Regions from separate parts of the Mus musculus genome. Here region 2 is linked to region 1. The links are chromatin contacts, called in public HiChIP or PLAC-seq maps. All regions are on one chromosome and are shown on one strand. The core of a region is the stretch at or near the end of the contact, and the rest is flanking DNA. Distances in the headings are between cores, read along the strand shown.

Region 1 (6,785 bases), core at 1,406-3,905:
GGACTTAGACCTTCTCTGCCTTACCAGGTTTCCTGGTAAGGTCCATTGTCCCACAATTAATTAATTAATTAATTAGTTAATTAATTAATGTTTTGGTTTGTTTTTCACAATGAAATATTTTTATAATTAATTAATTAATTAACTTAATATTCTAACTGCAGTTTCCCCTCTTTTCTCTTCTCTCAGTATTCCCCCACATCCCCTCCATCCCCATCCACTCCTGTCTTTCTCCTCAGAGAAGGGGAGGGCTCCCTTGGACCTCAACCCACCTTGGCCTATAAAGTTGCAGTAAGATTAGATGCATCTTCGCCTATGGAGGCTCAACAAGGAAGTGTGGTAGGGCAAAGGGTTCCAAAGGCAACAGAGTCAGAGACAGCCCCTGCTCCCACTGTGGCATGGTTTTCCCAGACAAGCTCTTAACTAACTATGTAGCCCTGGTTGGCCGGAAACTATGTAGACCAGGCTGGCGGCAAACTCACAGAGATCTGCCTCTGTCTGCCTCCCTTAGTGCTGGGATTAAGGGTGTGAAGCACCACTCCCAGCACAGATTAAGTTTTAAGGAGCGTCTCACCGTGCGGTGCAGGCTGACTTGAAAATTGTGTTTCTGCCCCTGCTCTGGAGAGCCTCTGCCTGACCCTGCTTCACTTCTAGGGCTTTTTTGAAATGTGGGCGCCTGGCTGACTCTTTAGTCTCTTCTCCACTGACTTTGGCTTTTAACATCTTGGGAAAATTTGTCCAGTTAAATTTTCTTTTTTGAAAAATCATGCATTTTATCTATATGTTCAAAATTTCTGATTTAAAATTTATATAGTAGTTTCTCAAAATGACAAGTGTCCCTAGTCTCTGTCATTTTCCCCTCCCTGGAATGTATTACTTGCCAATTGCTTATACCTTTGGATATACTGGTGTTAAAAAACAACAACAACAACAACAACAACAACAACATCTAACCCTTTCTAATGTTTCATTAATTTATGCACTTACTCTTATTGTTTTTATTTTGCTTGTTATCTATTTAATTGCTTTCACATAGTTTTAAAAGATTTATTTATTTTATTATCTTATGTCTATGAATGAATTCTTGTCTGCACTTCACCAATGCACAGTGCCCAAGGAGGTCAGAGGAGGACATAAACTCCCCTGAGGCTGGAGCTACAGACCGTTGTGAGCTGCCCTGTGGGTACTGGGGATTGAACAGGGGTCCCCTGCAAGAGCAGCCAGTGCTCTTAACTGCTGAGACATGTCTTCAATGGTTTTATGTAATTTTTATTAAGTTGAAGCTTGCAGCATTAATTTTACTAAAAGTGTTGTTTTCAAGTAAATGTATATCTTTGGCTATATTCTACCTCTTTTGGATATAGACTAGGTCTTTTGTTTATTATTTGTTGCTATATAGTTTATAATTTCCATATTGATTTAATTCCAAGGGTAATGTAAATGGTTTTAAATCTTCTAAGCATATGTTTTACTTGATTACATGCTACTTTGTATGTGTGTGTGTGTGTGTACGTATGTATGTATGTATGTGCCTGTGAACATGTGCTGGTAACTGAACCATGATGAAATCCACAGAGCTTGACACAGCAGGCTGTTCCTCCAGCCTCTAGCCTATACACTGATATTCTCCTTGTCTTTCAAGACAGATATTAACAATGGATTGTTACTTTTCTGTGCCTCCTGTTGGGCTGTATATGTGGTGCCTTCCCTTAGTTTTAAGGTCTTCTAGCTGTTGTGGATCTTCCTTCCTTCCTTCCTTCCTTCCTTCCTTCCTTCCTTCCTTCCTTCCTTCCTCCCTTCCTTCCTTCCCCTCCTCTCTTTCTTTTTTAAAGATTTATTTATTTATTTAATGTATATGAGTACACTGTAGCTGTACAGATGGTTGCGAGCCTTCACGTGGTTGTTGGGAATTGAATTTAGGACTTCTGCTTGCTCTGGTCAACCCCGCTCGCTCCGGCCCAAAGATTTATTTATTATTATGAATAAGTACACTGTTACATTGTAGCTGTCTTCAGACACACCAGGAGAGGGCATCAGATGTCATTAGGGATGGTTGTGAGCCACCATGTGGTTGCTGGAATTTGAACTCAGAACCTTTGGAAGAGCAGTCAGTGCTCTTACCCACTGAGCCATCTCACCAGCCACAGTTATTTTTTCATTAATGTATTCATTTACTTTACATCCCAATATTAGCCCCCCTCTCTGCCAAGTCCCTCCCTCCCCCTCCCCTTAATGCTACTTTCCCCCTTATTCCCCTCCCCTTCTCCTCTGAGAAGGGTGAGTCTCTCCCCTGGGTGCCAACCTACTTTGACACATCAAGTCACTGCCGAATTAGGCACATCTTCTCCCACTGAGGTCAGACAAGGCAGCCCAGTTAGGGGAACAGGATCCACAGGCAGGCCACAGAGTCAGGGACTGCTCCTGCTCCGCACATCTGCTCCATATGTGCAGGACGGTGTGTGTGTGTGTGTGTGTGTGTGTGTGTGTGTGTGTCTGTGTGTGTGTGTGTGTGTGTGTGTGTGTGTGTGAGGGGAGTGGAGGTGGGGGGCCGAAGGGGGGATTGTAGGTCCAGCTCATGCTCATTCTTTGGTTGGTGGTTCCTTTGTCTCCCTGATATACAGAGAAACACCCACCCAGCTGCTGATCTGTGGCAATGGAAACCAAGAAGTTGCACTTATTTCCAGGAGAGAACCTCAGTAGCACAATTTCATCACTCCTTGTCCTGTCATCTCAATTCAGAAGCATTTCATTTAACTGTCATTTTGAAGTGCCGTGTAATTTTAACTCATGCACAAATGCATAAGAATTGTACATAAAAATGGGTGTCATGTGTTGTTTTGATACTATGTATCTACTTTGAAATACTTAAATCAGGTTAAACATGTTTACCTCCTCCTCATCTGTTATTTCTTCAGGGTGAACTTTCAATATGTTCCTGCTAGAGGGCTGAGGCACACAGGGCGCAGCTGTTCTCTATAGAGTGGTTACTCAATGATGCAACACCACCCAAAGCATCTAAATTGCATTTGACTGTAACATTGTATTCACTGGCCAGCTGTACCCCAGACTCCCCTATCTTCTACTCTCAGCTTTGTAACAGAATTCCTCTTCCTGCCTCCATGGTTACCTTCCCAGGACTGCACATGTGAGCCAATTCATGCACACACTTGTCTTTCTCTGCCTGGTATATTTTCTTCATTTCATTAGTTCTATTCATTTTGACACAAATGATAGATTTCATCCTTTTTATGACACTGATGTTGCATAATGCATAGAAAACATGGTTCCCCCACCCCCATTTGTCCACTAGTTGATAGACACTTAGGTTGCTTGTGGATTCTTGGCAACTGTGAACAGCTCTACAGTCATCATTGAAGTACATAGTGTTTTTTATTTCCATTTGTTATATATCCAGTAGAGGGGTTGACTGATCATATGATACCTGTATTCTGAACTTGTGGAGGGGTCTCAATACTCTTGACTACAGTGGCTGCCCTAACTTTCCAATCCCATCAGTAGTGTGAAGGAGTTCCCTGTCCTCTAGATTCTCATCAGGGTGTGTGTCTGTAGTCCTGTGATAGCATTCATTCTTACTGAGGTGAGGTGATATCAAACTGTGGTTTTGATTTGCATCTCCCTGATGAAGAGTGAGAGGTTTCAAGCATTTTAAAAATGACTCTAGGCCATTGTAATGACTGTTCCTGGCTGTCAACTTGCCTCTATCTGGAATGAACTACAACCAGAATTGGAAGGTACACCTATAGTCCAGATCTTGAGACTGGAAGACGCAAGTTTCTGAACTGGATATTAGCATGGAGATCTTGAAAAGCTTAGACCCAGGCAAGATAGTCACACCTTTAATTCCAGGAGACTGAGGCAAGGAGATCTTTGACTCCATAGTTAGCCTGGGACAAAGCCTGGGACAAAGCAAGTCCCAGATCCAGGTGTGGTGACACACACCTTTAATCTTGGCCACATCTTCTGCTGGATACCTACAGAGGGACATTGGAAGAAGGAAGATTCACTCACTCTTCTTTGCCTGCTTGCACTTACTTGCCAGCGCATCTGTTGGAACCGACTTCTACAGAAGACCAGCTTAAGCAACTAGCCTTGTGGGACTGAGCAACTGCTAGATACTTGGACTTCCCATTCACAGCTGCTCATTGTTGGGTTAGTTGGACTACAGACTGTAAGTCATCACAATAAATTCCCTCAATATAGAGAGACATTCCATAAGTTCTCTGACTCCAGAGAATCCTGACTAATACAGCCATTTATACATCTTCCTTTAAAAATGTCCATTTAGACTCATTTATCACCTATTTTAAGTTTTACTTTTGAGTTGTTTGAGTTAGCTTCCAGTCATGATGACATGATGTGTGATATTGAGCTCCCATCTCACTAATGACTAATGACAAATGGCTAATGACTAATGACTAATGGCTAATGGCTAATGGCTAATGGCTAATGACTAATGACAAATGGCTAATGACTAATGACTAATGACTGTGTCCTTTGCTGGACAAAAGCTCTTTACTTTGGAGGAATCCCACTGGTCTGCTTGTTTTACTTTTTATCATTTTATTATTACTGTTATTGTGGTGTGTGTGTGTGAATATGAGTGTGTACATGCCATGCCATATATGTGGAGCTCAGAGTACAATTTTCAAGTCAGTTCTTTCCTTCTACCATAAGTTCCAGGAATCAAACTCAGGTCTTTGGGTTCCCGTGACAAGCACTTTTGTCTACTAAGCCTTCTCTCTAGTCCTCATTCGCCTGCTTTTGCTTCCATTCTTTTACAGCGTTACCCAAAAAAAGCATCACCCTTTCCCGGGTCCTGAAGTGCTTCCCCTGTTCTTTTTTGTAGCAACTCCAGGGTTTTTAGGTCTTAGTGCTGGGACTATGGGCAGCCACCAGGTCTGCTCAGTGCAAGATGGAAGCCAGGTCTCCTTCACCTGCGTGTGGAAATCCAGCTTCTAGTACCGTTTACTAGAGGATCACCCTTTAGCCAATGCTTGCTCCTAGCATGCTATTAAAGTCTGGAGATGATGGCAGGACTTAGGCTGCTTATTGAAGACAATTGGTCTACATGCCTGCTTTCATGCCAATAGCATGGTGGTTTGGATTGTTATAGCTTCATAGTACATATGTTTTGTGTGTATGTGTGGCATGTGTGTGTGTGTGTGCATGTTTATATGTGTAGGCTAACATGTGTGCTGGTACAAGTGCATGTGTGGAGGCTAAAGCTGATGTTGGGTGTCTCCCTCTTTGGCTCTTCACTTTATTTCTTGCTGAACTCAGAACTCACCAGTTCTGGCTAGTCTAGAGAGCCAGCTTCTCTCACGAATCTTGTCTTTGGCTCCTGAGTGCTAGGATTATAGGTGGCCACGATGCCTGCCTAGCTTTTTACTGGCTTCTAGGAATTCTGTTCCTCCCATTTGTATGTCAAGTACTTTATCCATAGAAACCTCTCCTAGCCTTGTAGTTTTTTCACTTAATAAATTAGTTTGGTGTTTGTGAGTGTATGTGTGTGTGTACATATGTGTGTTTGAAAATGCATGTGTATCCATATGTGTATGCATGAAAGTGCATGTGTGTGTGTGTGTGTGTGTGTGTGTGTGTGCGCGCGCGTAAGCTGGTTGATGTTGAGTGTCTTCATTAGCTACTATCCACTTTCTTTTTTGAGAGTCTTTTACTGAGCATGGAGCTCACCAATATGGCTATGTTGTCTGGTCAACGAGTTCCAGGGATATGCTTGTTTCTGCCTCCCCAGCAGCTGATATTACAGGCGCATGCTTCTTACACAGCTTCTATGTGGGTACTGGGTACTCAAGTCCCCATGAAAGCACTTTGCCAGCTGCCCAGGATCTCACGTCCCTTGTTTTGAATCAAGTAATGCAATGTTGTCTGCTTTGTTCTTTATCTCAAGATCACTGTGGACATTTGGTTTTTCTTCTTCTTTGTTTGTGTGTGTTTGTTTTTTCTGAGACAGGGTTTCTCTGTATAGCCCTGGCTGTCCTGGAACTCACTTTGTAGACCAGGCTGGCCTCGAACCCAGAAATCCGCCTGCCTCTGCCTCCCAAGTGCTGGAATTAAAGGCGTGCGCCACCACCGCCCAGCTTTCTTCTTCTTTGTATGAGGTTACCTACAAGTAGAGTGTTTCCTAGTTCTCAGGAGGAAGTCACTGGTGGCTTGATAGAAATACAGTATCTTATAACTAATAAGTATGTATAGACATTTTAATATTATGGATTCTTTAAGTTCATGAACTCAGCTGTCTTTCTATCTCTTTGTGACCTCTTACTTCAGTTTTATAGTTTTTAATCACATAGGTTTTTCACATATTTGGTAAATTTACACCTTAGTATGTATGTATGTATGTATGTGCATTAGTCAGGGTTCTCTAGAGTCACAGAACTTATGGACAGTCTCTAGATAGTAAAGGAATTTATTGATGACTTACAGTCGGCAGCCCAATTCCCAACAATTGTTCAGTCGCAGCTGTGAATGGAAGTCCAAGGATCTAGCAGTTACTCAGTCTCACGCAGCAAGCAGGCGAAGGAGCAAGAGCTAGAAGCTAGACTCCCTTCTTCCAATGTCCTTATATTGTCTCCAGCAGAAGGTGTAGCCCAGATTAAAGGTGTGTTCCACCACACCTTTAATCCCAGATGAAAGGTGTAGCCCAGATTAAAGGTGTGTTCTTTAAACTCGGAGATTCAATCTTCTGGAATCCATAGCCACTATGGCTCAAGATCTCCAAACCAAGATCCAGATAAGGATCTCCAAGC
Region 2 (6,785 bases), core at 2,099-4,598, 480 kb after region 1:
TACACCTAGAATCCCCGTGGAGATGTAAGAAGTGGAGGCAGGAGGCTCCAGAGTTCTACATAAGACCTTGGCTACATAGCAAGTCTGAGGCCAGTGTGGTCTACATAAGACCCTGTTTCCAAAATGCTAGTATAGAATATAGGACCCAGAAACGGCAACTTCACAAGGTGGAGGGAAGATCTGAGGTCTTGAAGGATGAGGGTCTTTGTCAAGCTTGTTCTCCACTGTCCTTGTAAGGGCAGTGCTTGTCATAGTAATAGGCTCACACTCCAGTAAAGGAGCAGAGACCCAGTCTAAACTGGACTGCTGAAATAGCAGTGGTGGCTTTGTGGCTGCAAAGAGCAGTTAGATGTGCAGTGTGTGAAGATGTCTCCTTGCATTAGTTTGAAGAGAGGAAGGGAGAGAGAGTAGACTTGGTAGGTAGAGAAGAGAGAAGTCCTAATGGCTGGATGGCTTGCCTAAGGTTGCTGTTTGTGTTGGGATTTTTTATATTATTATTATCATTCCAGATTCCTTTTAGAAACATGTTGTAAGGCATCAGTAGAGGAGAGGAGAAAGCTAAGGAGGTAGGTTAGGCAGTCCTTAGGAGGCAGCTGTTGGGCAGGAGCCTGGGAGACTGGGGGGTAGGAGGTGGGGGCAAGCAAAGCTGGAATGGGTTTGTCTGATGTGGAGACTTCCTAGCTAGTAAGAAACGGTGGGAGGCCAGTGCTGGGGTGAAGGTGGCCAGACCTGCTGCTCGCTGTGTCTGAGGACAGGTAAACGAGTGAGTTGCATGTATGAGAGCAGCCATTCTCTCAATACTCATAAGAGACCTGTCCAAAAGGACAGGAGCCAGACTTGAGAATGACCGTGATGGAGTGACATTCCTGAGCCAAACGCAGCGGTGTTAGTCTGTCCATTTCTGCGCTTTGCAGACACTTCTCACAAGCCTGGCTGGGTTTTTCCATTTATCATGAGGAGAGGATGAAAGTAGCAAGGGTAGGACATGGACATGCGACCCAGCTAGTATAGTGCAGAGTGGACCCATTGCCCAAGGAAGGCGCCATTCAATTCTGCCAGCATTGGCAACCAACAAGCACTTACTTACCCAGCATCCCGCCTGTCAGACCCCGCCCTCTGCAGCAAGGAGATAGGGCTGCGAACTCAACACAGTCTCCTAAGGTCACCCCATCTAGAGGGGATGGTGGGGGAGACTTCTAGGAGGAGAGTGGGTGGGAATCTGTGATGGGTCGGTTCAGGACCCTCACATCCCCCATGTGTACTGAAATCTGGACAGTCAAGACCTCACAGGGAATGTAGCACAGCGCTGCCCGAGCCCGTGCACAGCCCTCCTCACACTGTGTCTTCCCACATCACCTGCATCAGAGACCAGGGAAGCCCTGTGGTCAGAAGTTGCTGGACTTGCTGCATTGTTTAGGGATTAAAGACAAAACAGTTTGTCCGTGGTCAGTACAGATGCAGTTCTCTTACAAATATTTGTGTTCCCCAGCCGGTCGAACCGATTTGAAAAGAGCAGAGGGTTAGGGGAGGGCAGCAGCAGAAAGACATGAGGATTTGGCAGCCCATTCATACCTGGAGGGGGAGAGTGATCCCGCAGCAAGGAGGTCAGATGCCTAGGCAAAAAGTGTCATGGAAGGGGCTCTCTGATGTGGACTCTGTCTATCCACACTGGGTACTTTTGTCTGTTCTGAGTACTTCTCTGAGGGAGTGAGGCTAGGTGGCCCATCTCTCAAAGCAGCTTTGCCCACAGTGAGAAGACATTCACTGGGAATTTGTTCTTTGCCATAAAACAGGCCTGAAAGGCTTCTGCCGGAAGCGGTAATTAATCATGATATTATCTTAAATGTTTATATTGCACCTGCCCTCAAATTACCTCCTCTCCCTGCACCTTGTAAACCTGGCACACAGACTAGACTGTCTTTCTTTCGTGGCTGAGGAAAGCAAGGTTGGCTGGCAAGTGAAGGGCTGAGCTGGGGTGGGAGGGGAGGAATAGGGGAGCCTGGCCACTGGGAGGCAGCAAGTGACAGTGACACCCAAATACCACCCTGGGCTGACCTACACTTGATGAGGGGTAGGACCAAGCACCCTGGAGAAAGGCATTTCTGGAACCCAGAGGCTGCTGGGAGGAGCCTGATGTTAGCTCAGCCCTTCTTATTTGACAAGGGAGGATCCTGGTGTGCAGAGGAAGTGAGGCCTTGCCCTAAGTGACCTGGCCTGGCCAGTGACAGAAATAACCTCAGTTGAGAACCTGCCTCCCACCCCTAGCCCAGCACCTCTGGGGCTGAGCTACTCTAAGCTCGAGACCAGCCTCTTATCTCTCTGGGGATGCCAACAGCCATAGTGCTGTCCACCACACAAACCCTTACAGCTTTCTTTTTCTCCTCTAGGTATTCTAAGTGCCTTAAAGGTGGTCCTTCAGTTGTTCTCATGATAACCTCGCTAAGTAGGCCCCATAACCTCCATTTTGTAAGAAAGAAGCACAGAGATGTGATGAAACTACACCAAGGACACACAGCTAGCACAGAGCAGAGCTGGAGTTTAAATCCAGGGGGTCTGGTTCTGTTGTATGCTCTGTGCTCAACCTTTGGGAGACAGGCACTGAGCAATGGGGGTGGATTTTCTCTTTCTCTTTCTCTTCTTCCCCTCTCTCTCCCTCTTACTGTCCCCCTTCCCCTCCCTCTCCCTCGTGTCCTTCCCTCTCCCTGCCTCTCCCTCTCCTTCCCTCTCCCTCTCCTTTCTTTCTTCCCCTACTTCTGTCCCTGGACCCTTGCTCACACTTGTTGCACTGCTGGCCCACTCCCACTGTGCTGAGCTCAGAGCTGAGTCAAGTCCGGTCATGTACAGATCTATCTCAAGAACTTCCCACACAATAGTTACGCAATTCCTCACGCCGTCACAGCCCGTCATTGCAAGCCCCCCCTTGTTCCCTGCACCCAGCAGCAGTGACACTCAAATCAGACCATGTTGAAGTCTGCTCTTGATCATAGTGTCTTCTAGTCAGCTGTTCAAAGACCGCAATAGAAACATGGACGGGCACAGTAGGGCAGAGGTGGCAGTTGGCCCTAATGATGTTTTTCAACCTTAGCACCACGGGTACTTTGCACTGGACAGCCCTTTGGTATTTATTGTGATGGGCTGTCCTGTATTCAGTAGTAGGATGCCAGCAGCCAGTGTGACCGCAGGCACTGTAGACATACTTTGATGGAGGAGGGGTGCTGGCCAGGGGAACTTCCCAGAGGGGAACTGCATTCCCTGAAAGGTGATCAAATAGAAGGAAAGAGCAGTCTGAGATGTGGGTGTTACTGTCTGCCCAGAGGATATGAGTCAGAGTGCTGCTGAAGAAACTCTTCATCCTGAGGGCTGAGGTGGCCCTGGCTGCTGGGCTGCCACAGTGAGGTGAAGCTCTCTCTGTGTCTGTGTGAGAAGCCCCTCCAGGCTGTAGAGCAGGGAAGGGACCCACTAGCCAGGGCAGAGAGGCCTGTCCTTGGTGAGGAAGAAGACCAATTCTAGACTCTGAAGCATCCTTCACTGCTGCTGCTGCTCTCAGCTTTAACCTGAGCCTCTTCCTTTAGGTTTCAGAGGGGGCTCTGGAGATGCAGCGGGTGGGACTGTCCAGCCCCACCTGCAACATCTGGCCCTGGGTTCATAGCTGACTCTCAGGTGTGGTTGCACTGTTATAGAGACATCTGAGCTCTGGGCTGAGCTGAGGGAAAGAGGTTCAGGGGCCTAGCAAAGATGAGAGGCTGGGAGTACGGGTCAAGACCAGACTGAGAGACAGCTGGACAATTTGACCCTTTCCTCCTTGTAAGAGAGAGGGAAGATGGTGGGCCTATAAGAAGGGCCATATCCCCACAGAACATGGGGGAAGAGCTGAGGGGATCACTCTGGGATGGGAGAGAAGATTCAGGCCCGGAAGCAGAATATCCAAGGATAGGTACTGGGAGGAGCCAGAGGTCCCCAAACACAGCTCTGCCGCAGTCTCAAATCCTGGGTCAGTTCAGCAGGGTGGCCAGGCTAGCCAGCACCCCATGTGGCCTGTAAGCCTTTCACATGTTGAAAGGGTTGAAAGAAAAGCAAGTGACAGAGGCTGTATGTGGCTTCAGACTTAGCCTTCCTATGAATGTTTCCTCACATGGCTCTGGGTCACTCACCCTTCCTGAGGTGGGGGAGCCACTTATCAAAAACCCAAGAGCCCAGGGCTTCTGCTCTCGGGGGCCACAGAACCTTAGGGTTTCTGAGTCAAGCCCTAGTTCCCTCAGGTTCTTCTTGCCCCATATAGCTTACATAGCCCCTGGCAATGTAAGCCGGGAACCCTATCTCAGTGCTCCCCTGTGGTTTAGGGTTTTTGGTTTTTGTTTTTAATTTTGATTGTTTTTGCTGCTCTGAGGCTTGAGCAGAGGTCCTGGTGTGCTAAGTGGTCACACCTTAGGTCACACCTTAGATCCCCTCCCTCTTGCTTCTCTCTGAAAGGTGGCTTCTCTCCTGGGGAGCACAAATGGCATCAATAACGCCTTATTCTGTGAGCAGGCTACGTGTTCTGCCTCACATCCCTTTACAGACACCACCCTGCCACCACAGAGAGGAAGTGCTCACTTCCTCTGTAGAGAGCAGGCATCGCACACACAGTTGCCTGGGTCTTAGGATTTCCAAGAAGCTCTTGGGCATGTGCAGGTCCCCCGCCTCACTAAGGGAACAGGTAGTGTGGAGTAGCTCTTTTTTGCAAGCTGTCCCAGCCCAGGGACCTCAGCTGCACAGAGCCAACGCACTTCCCATGAGTGTGGTCAAGGAAGCCCGAGTACCCTCTGCACTAACAGAGCATCTCTAAGATGTCAGCCCTCGTGACAGGCCAACTCCACAACAGATCTTTCAACTGATTAGCTCTTTCCCTATCTCATCAGCATGAACCCAGGAAGAAATGGTTTCACGTTTTATTTTTGTTTTGTTATTTTACATTTGGAGGGCGTTTTGCCTGCATACATGTCGGCACCACGTGCTCATGGAGGCTCAAAAAGAGCATGAGGTCCCTAGACTTGGGATTGCAGGTGGCTGTGAGCTGCCATTGGGTGCTGGGAACAGAATCTGCAAGAGATGTCAGGTTGCATCACAGCTCCAGCCCAGTGGTTCTACACTGTAAAAGGATTCTCTGAAAAGCAAGTGCGAGCCATGTGTGGCTCCAGCCCTTCCCAGGAGGCCTGTTGAACCCAGACTGTCGCCTCTAACTGGTCTAGGTCAGTTTGCTTCAGATGTTCCCTACAAGGAAGAGTGGAGGACTGTGCTAGTTCATTACCCATGTAAAGGCATTGCTTTGGGGGTGAAAGACTGCAACAGAACACAGAACACAGGAGGGACCTAGGACAGATGCCACACAGCACAGGAGACTGGTGGGAAGGCACATTCAGCAGACCTGGGACGTTTGGGTTGGGCACAGTGGCAGCGTCAGGGATAACATTTGGGCTTGTGATTGGCACAAGGGGTAGGACAGGCAGCTACCGCTGGGATCCTATGAGGGGAGTAGTCAGCAGGCATTCTGTCCCTGCAGGACACCTTTCTCCCAGATGGACACTGAGGGCAGTAGCTGGATGGAACAGGTGGCCCTAGAACTTTTCCCCCATAGAGAATTCTCTGGATTCTCTGGGGCTGCTCTGTCTTCCCTGAGCCAGTGTGAGCTTGGAGCCTCATGTGAACCTTACAGAAGGAGTCTCAGAGCAGCAGGACTGGAAAGCCAGGCTCAGACAGTATTCCTGATTCTGATAGGAAGCCCACTGCTCAGCCTCTGCTGTCCCTGAGCCTGGGTGGGACCGCTGTTACAGTATAGGAAGCTGGTGCCCGTGCTGCCCGGCAGAGGACTCGGCAACAGAGAGGAAGGAGCGGGAGAGTGAGCTTTGGCTCACTGCTGACAACCCAGGCCAGCAGCTTCCCTGCATGTGGGTGGGAGAGGTTGGGAGCACCTTATCACTTCGCTGCTTCTGTGAGGAAAGCTAAAGACCTGAGCTGGAGGAAGAGAGAGAGGCTCAGTGCTCGCCCTTAAGTTCATGCAGGCAGCTTCTCTTCAGTCTTAGCTGACTTACTCTGCACAGATCTACCATTTGCACACAGTTCAAGTAAGCTCCATTAGCCAGTTTCAAAAAAGTATTTTTTAATCAATTGCGATGGCATATGCCTTTAGTCCCAAGTACTTGGGAGGCAGGGGCAAGCAGATCTCTGAGTTCAAGGACAGCCTGGTGTCTGTATAGAGAATTTCAGTACAGCCAGTGCTACATAGAGAGACCCTATCTCAAAAATTTTTTATGTGTATGAGTGTTTTGCCTACAGGGAAAGGCCCCCATTACCGTTCAATTCTGCTTGTGGGTCTATTTGGTCACCCTGTACAACCAAAGGGAAGGAGCCCCAGTTCCCAGCTCTGGGCCCTGGAGAAGCACTTTTTATCTCTGCAGCTTCTTATTCAGAACAGCCTGTCCCCTACAGAGCCTGATAAATGGGACCTTGCCTTTCCAGCAGCTCTCTGGGCTGTGTGTCCCTTGAAGAACACAAGCACTTTGTTTTGCTTGTCCAACTTGGCCCAGTCTCTGACCCCTGTAGGACCAAGGTTTTCTAGAAGAGAGCCTAAGACCCTTTGTTGACTCAAGGTACCCCTACCACTGGCTCTGGCCCCTGGCCTGGGCTGGATCTCAGAGGCAGGAGTGGTAGCAGGGATGGGATGTAAACTGGAAGATGGCCATCGGAGCAGGGACTGAATGGGGCATGACCCTCTCTGTGGAATTTTGTCAGGAGGATGTAGTCAGACT

Evidence for each region. HiChIP or PLAC-seq counts read pairs in DNA pulled down with a chosen protein or histone mark.
Region 2: an H3K27ac HiChIP or PLAC-seq map of acute myeloid leukemia shows a contact between it and region 1, with 5 times the contacts expected there. The contact joins two enhancer-like sites. A contact is called at or near these places in 2 of 39 promoter capture datasets (cranial neural crest and epiblast stem cells) and 7 of 115 datasets of contacts at active chromatin or transcription factors (acute myeloid leukemia, astrocytes, bone marrow-derived dendritic cells and 4 more).

Annotation. Positions count from the first base shown.
Region 1 is chr4:118,647,551-118,654,335 of GRCm38.p6, forward strand. No RefSeq gene overlaps it. Among named protein-coding and RNA genes, the nearest start is that of Gm12853, 15 kb to the left of the region's middle. Within about 2 kb of position 2,656, at least 2 of the 459 cell types and tissues checked have an H3K27ac peak or open chromatin away from gene starts, as enhancers often do. A contact at or near this core is called in acute myeloid leukemia, where this site is marked.
Region 2 is chr4:119,122,828-119,129,612 of GRCm38.p6, forward strand. All of the region lies in intron 2 of Slc2a1 (solute carrier family 2 (facilitated glucose transporter), member 1), which reads left to right. Among named protein-coding and RNA genes, the nearest start is that of Gm12867, 5.9 kb to the right of the region's middle. Within about 2 kb of position 3,349, at least 233 of the 459 cell types and tissues checked have an H3K27ac peak or open chromatin away from gene starts, as enhancers often do. A contact at or near this core is called in acute myeloid leukemia, where this site is marked.